Linked DNA regions of Zea mays: region 2 is linked to region 1. A link is a contact called in public Hi-C data. All regions are on one chromosome and are shown on one strand. The core of a region is the stretch at or near the end of the contact, and the rest is flanking DNA. Distances in the headings are between cores, read along the strand shown.

Region 1 (3,101 bases), core at 267-2,766:
TAAGAATATAATTAGTAAACTTGGTAGTTTGTGCAGTGAATGTGGATGTTGGTTATTTTGTAATTTTGTTATCTAGTTTTTTGGTGACTGTGGATGTCAACCTTCGTGTTGGTCATCTGTTAGTGAATGTGCATGTCATCAATCGTGTTGTCCATTTGTTTGCAGGTTTTAGAAGCATCCCCGTATAGGGGAGGTGCTGTCGAAATTTTTACTAAAAGTAATATGTTTTTTGTAGATATGAGGCTGCACGACTCCACCTGTGCCACCGGTACCTTGTCTCCACCGCAACCTCAGGTATACCTTGTTTTCACAAAGTATTCTTTGATTATATAACTCTGTTTGATGTGGTCATTTAATAGTTAGTATATAGTTATAAGTTAGTAACTAGCTATTACTTATTTATTGCTTAGTAAGTATTTAGGCATTAGTAGATTAGTAGATGGGGATAGTAATTAGTTAGGCATTAGTTGATAGTGTTAGTGAGGTACCATCTTTAATGGTTATTGAGTTATGAATTCGTGTTTGCAATAGATGGACACCCTAGTGACACTATACCATGGAGGAAGCGTGGATGACGATGTTTATGAGAATGTTAGTTTTGATAGAATGAAGAAGGTGACGGTTATGTTCGATGAAAGGCCCTGTTTTGGCCAGATTTTCGCTAGGGATTGTGAGGAGATTAGTTGCAATTTAAACGACCCTGGCATATTGATTGAGGGCTTATTGTCCCATGTTGCATCTGGGGCAGTATTCCGAAGGTTGATCTACATAGGCTCTAAAGATGACTGGGTGAAATATGTCAAAATTGTGATGACGATTGTTCTTCCATGTTTGGATGTGGTCGTTCGAAAGTTATCATTTGATCATTGCGATGCGTCAGTCGGATTATCTTCATAAATGCTAAATGCATCTTCTAGTGAAGCTCCTTTGCCTGAACTTCTACTTCTGGAAGAAGTGGTTGTTGTGCCAAATGCTCAATCGGCCCCAAACGAGATTGAGATTTCTCGTCCAGTTCGTGGCATGGATGTGCTAGGCACAGAAAGCTGCACGTCCACGCTCACTGGGAAGTAGACTGATCAGCTGTAGGAGGATGCCATTGAAGCTCATCTACTGTTGACGGACTGATGATTGGCATTGTGCAGCAGTGGTTCATGGGGACATCATTTCATCTCGCTCTAGCGGTTGTCTGACATTGGTGCCCTGGTTCCTAAAAAAATAGAGAATCATATATGTTTTTATTCATTAATAACTAGAATATAGGACTGTATGTTACATCGCGAGACCATCTATTGAAGTGAGCCATATTTTTCCTGGCCAAACTTTGTCGTGGCTAGCTACATCTGTCCTTGTATTTTCAATGCTTCAGAACGCAGTTGCTAATTGGCTGGGGCTGTTTCCTATACGTTAGTCGTCAGGGCCCGTTTTCCCTTTCCAGTGCTTGTTCTCTATTCGTTATGGACTTTATGGTCGTATGAATGCCAAAAAGGGCCCATTATTTTGTTTCCAGTGAGCATATGAATGCCAAAAAGGGCCCATTATTTTGTTTCCAGTGAGCATACGGATGCATGATGCCACACCCAGCCCAACTAGTATTGTTCTTGGTTGGCTACTCTGTTTTCGGTCGTTTAGAGCAAGTTTAATAATACAACTAATAGCAGTTTTTATGTTATCATATCACATATATATAACAAATTATAGTAAAAATCTACTTATATAATAACTCCCTCCTGACACAAGATATATATTTAATACTTCATCAACCTCTCTCATACACAGAGCCTTGAGTCATGCAACACACTCTAAATTGGCTGCTAATGGTCAATCCGTTTTTTATCTCTTTCTTTCACATTACATCTTTTACAACCGTCTATATCAACTTATTATACTTGCTTTTATATTAGTGCCTTTTGAGTTAATCCTCTTCTACCTATTAGGATGTTGGCAATTGATTCTGCGCTAACTTCATAGTTTTGCCTATGGATTTGTGAAACCACTTTCTGGAGCTATGCAACACATGTAACTGCATGTTCATAGTTTTTTCATGTGAACTGATTTCTGATTCACATGTAGACCAATATATTCTCATTGTGAGTTTCTGATTTATTCTGGCAATATAATTCGAGAAAATGACGTACTACAATTTGGTTGATTATAATGACCTTTGAAACTAACTTTTTTCAACTATTGCGTAGTCATTCAATTCTGGTATTGTATATCTGAAGCCATATTCCATATTTTTCAAGAATTTTATTTTTAGTATGCTGTATCTTCTTGCCTCATATTGTAACTATATTAACCCGTGTCTATAGTAATTTTGCTCATATTAGTAATATGATGTTAATTGGTGTTGCATTTTTCATGTTCATTCGTGGGCTTAAATATCATAACCCATTAAAAAATGGACAAAATACGCTTGTGAAATTTTAGAATTTTTGCACATGGAATTTAAGGTCACTTCGTATAAAAATTCTAACATCTCGCTGATGTTTGATTCCAGATACTAAAGTTTAGTCCATATCATATTGATTGTTTGAATGTCTATTACAAATATTAAATATAGTATAATTATAAAACTAACTACACAGTTGAAGACTAAACACGAGGACAAATTCATTAAGCCTAATTAATTTGTAATTAGCAAATGTTTACTGTAGCATCACAGGAGCAAATTATGAACTAATTATGTTTAATAGGTTCATCTTATCGTTTAGTTCTCGTCTATATAATTAGTTTTATTATTAGACTATATTTAATACTTCTAAATAACATCCAAATATTCGATGTGACGGACTAAAACTTAGCGGAACCAAACAACTAAGGGCAATGAACTCTTCTAGGACAACTCAACGTCATCAACATGGCCAACACTCTTGATCAACTTCTCATTCTTATATCGGACTATCATCATCCTTTTGAATCCACTTCTTCCATGCATCAGAACTATTGAAACTGATTTTAGTCCCATATCGATTTATCCACTGGTAAGTTGGTTTGTTTGGTAGAGCTCTACCATTATAAAAAAGTGAAACTAAATTTAGGATTTATCTAAATCCAGTGTGGAGCAGCTTCACCCTTTGAGATTCATCGAAGTTGCAAGGAAA
Region 2 (3,258 bases), core at 687-3,186, 420 kb before region 1:
GCTAAATTGATAGACCTAAATTGTAGGGGAGATAGTTCCAATTAGTCACTTGCCTAATTAGTGGTTGCCTATTTGGTCAACCGGTGGCCTATATATAGGCATGTACGCAGGAGACAAAAGAATAAGGAATATATTATCAAACGAATCTCTCTCTTGCAATGACTCTCAAGCGCCTAGGGCTGCTACCCTAGAACCAAGCCTGCGGCAGAGGTATAACCTCGCCGGAGAAGACAACTATCCCCATGGATCGAAGGTCCATGACATCAATGCTTGAGAGTTGTCTTACCTCCGCGGGTCGAGTTTTTTATGTTTATACTAGTTGTTAGCTTGTGAGGAATAAGGTGGCAGTGGTCAACTCATTCTGAAGATGATGGACCACCCCAAAATTCAACCCTATAACGTCTAAGCAAACCAATTTATACAATACAATTATCTATCCATTGAATCCATACAAAGAAATTTTCATGTGATACAGGGAAGAGCCCATCAAAACTCCAGCATTAATAATAAAGAACATAATATTTTCAAATACATATCTTACTTTATACACAAAACAGACTGAAACATGCAGCAAATATAATGAGTTCACAAGAGGTCCATCTAATTCTGGAAAACTATACAAATCAGATATGTCGAATAAATGTTTGGCTATAGATCATTTATAATTGATTCGACTAAACTAGAGGAATACAAGAAGCCAACTGGTTGTTTCGCACTGCCGCTGCTATTCACCAATCTGAAGTACTCAATCCAAGCATGATTATTACTAAAGTTTTGTGTGCACACAAGTATATATATGTATAGGCATACTCATATATTATTATAAAATCCAGAATGGTACACCGGTATAGGTTGGTACCATAACGTTCCATTCCAAAAGACAGACTAGAACAGCCTCCGGAATGGAAATTAGAAGATTGTGCCTATCACCTATTAGCACAACCTGAAACACCAAATGCACCACAGTCCATCATCCATGTGCATTCATCAGTTGCTCACAATACGGACACAGAAACTCATTTAAAGAAACCATTTACCTTCCTTCTAGAATTACAATCAAATCAAAGGCTTCAAGAAATAGACTTCCTTTAATGAATCAAGGAGTAACTATAATCAACGATTTCAAGAGCCTGAATAGATTTCCTTTCATAAATCAAGGAGTAACTAAGGGGACACATCATCGGCAACGACTGCTATGCAGGCAATCCTTCTGTGCAAACATGCAAGCAAACCATCTGATCAATTAGATCGTGATCCAACCGTAGGTCACATTTAACATTAAACCCTTTCACCACCAGCTCAATAATCTTTATAAAAAACCCCTAACAAACCATGGTTGCATCTGTGGTTGGATCGTAATCTAATGGACAGTACCATTACACCAATGCTATCTCAGCAAAGTTCAGAGGTAGAATATATATTTTCTTTTCGGCAAACAACGGTGAGTTTTTACCCTACTGATGACATTTGTACACAGCATTAAATACAAAGACGCCAGCGAGGTGTGTGAATACCGCTGTGGGATGCTGCGCCGGCGGGTACTGCGGGTCGTAGTACGGAAGGTGTCCTACACCGTGCCCGGACCACCCGATCGAGGCGGCGAAGATGGTCGGCTGTGACAGTGCGGAAACGGTTAGAGGGTTCGCGCCTGGCCCGCCCACTACGACGTTGTTCGATGCTCCTGCTGCGGACGACCATGACGAGGCGGCGGATGTGGGAGCAGCATGCTCTGTTCCCGGTGGGGGCGGCTGGTGGTAGGAGGCGGCGGCAGCGACGATGTGGTGGGAGTAAGCGTAGGAGTATGGATCGTAGTCGGATCGCTGCGGCCAGGAGGCGCCGTGGGTAGACAGGCCCTGGTCGTATCCCATCGCCGACATTTCGACGGCGGCGACGGTGTGGAGCGGGGGATTCGTAGGTAGGGAATTGGGATGTCGATTACTGAACGGAGAACGGAGCACTTCGTCGCCGCAGGGCCCTTTGCCTCTGCGCTGATACGGGATTCAGCTTTTTTTAAGGCTGCAAAGTGGATGGCTGTGAATATCGTGATATAAGGCCATGTTTGATTTCAATTAGTCGTAGGACTAAACTTTAGTCTTAAGACTAAATTTTAGTCATACTTGTTTAGTTTTAGGGACTAAATAGATTCTAAAGTTATTAAATACATTGTCCACAAGACTCAAATGCCCTTGGAATACACTCATGTAGATTTTTAGTCTCTTTTAGCACCTATGTGAAGGACTAAAGACTAAATCATTTTAGTCCATATTTTAGTCCTAGTGTTTGGCAAAAATGAGACTAAAAACTAGAGACTAATCTTTAGTCCCTCTAACCAAACACCCCCTAAGAGTTATAGGATTTAGAATGTAGAAAGTGACGATTTTCTAATATCGTAAAGACTCGGTTAATTTTGTGTTCACATTGATTTTAGACGTTTTGACTAAAGTGATTTTCATATAAGTGGATCGAAAAGCTAGGTATTTAATGGTCTGGAGCAGTTTTTGATGTGTTAGGGCGAAGGCGAACACGCCACCCTTCGCTCGATGCCTTCGCCGCAGTCGTTGGACCAACGGAGACAAGACAACGGACAGGCTCACCCTTCGTCCCATACGTCATCGGACGAAGACCTGTGACGAGGTCTTCCCATCTCGCGACCTCGTCCAGCGTAGAGGCCCACGTGTGATCCGGCCCATTGTAACAGGCCCTGCGTGGCCGCTGCGCGTTACGGGCCTAATTTGTAAAGGCATCCATGTAATTACGGTCTGTAACCCCGCTTTATGGGAATATTCCGGGGATAACCTAGGTGTATGAGGGCACATGCGTCCTTAACACAGGACGCTGGGCACTCAGATACCTATAAATACCCCCGCACAGTGCCCGTGAGAGGCGAGATTGAACAGAGCTATTGCCATCCAGCGCGAGAACCCTGTTTACGTCACTACACACCCCCGTTGGATCCCCTTGCTGCAGAGAGCAAGTTCCAACATTTGGCGCCCACCGTTCGTGCGACGAAAAAACCACCCGCGATGGCACCCAAGAAAGTTAACTCGAAGGCTGACGAGGCTGCGAAGGCAGCACTGCTGGCCGCAAAAAAGGGCAAGGCCCTCGCCCTCACCCACTCCACTCACCACGAGGCTACTGAAGACGACGTTCTCCGCACCTGCGAAGACGATGCTCTCGGCACCTGCGGCCCTGAAGGACAATCGCAACCCCCCAGGCTTCGCCCCACCGGAGGGCGCGGACCTCACCGAAGACTGCGAG

Evidence for each region. A called contact is a pair of places that touch in the nucleus more often than the background predicts.
Region 2: a contact with region 1 is called in a Hi-C map of ear, with 2.1 times the contacts expected there. The contact joins the promoter of LOC100277947 here to the enhancer-like site in region 1. A contact is called at or near these places in 2 of 25 Hi-C or Micro-C datasets (ear and leaf).

The regions. Positions count from the first base shown.
Region 1 is chr1:93,052,631-93,055,731 of Zm-B73-REFERENCE-NAM-5.0, reverse strand. No RefSeq gene overlaps it. Among protein-coding and RNA genes, the nearest start is that of LOC542566, 66 kb to the right of the region's middle. Within about 2 kb of position 1,516, at least 6 of the 20 cell types and tissues checked have an H3K27ac peak or open chromatin away from gene starts, as enhancers often do. A contact at or near this core is called in ear and leaf, where this site is marked.
Region 2 is chr1:93,473,547-93,476,804 of Zm-B73-REFERENCE-NAM-5.0, reverse strand. LOC100277947 reads right to left here and starts at 1,936. Exons shown (of 2, transcript NM_001371689.1): 1 at 1,515-1,936. The coding sequence starts at 1,877.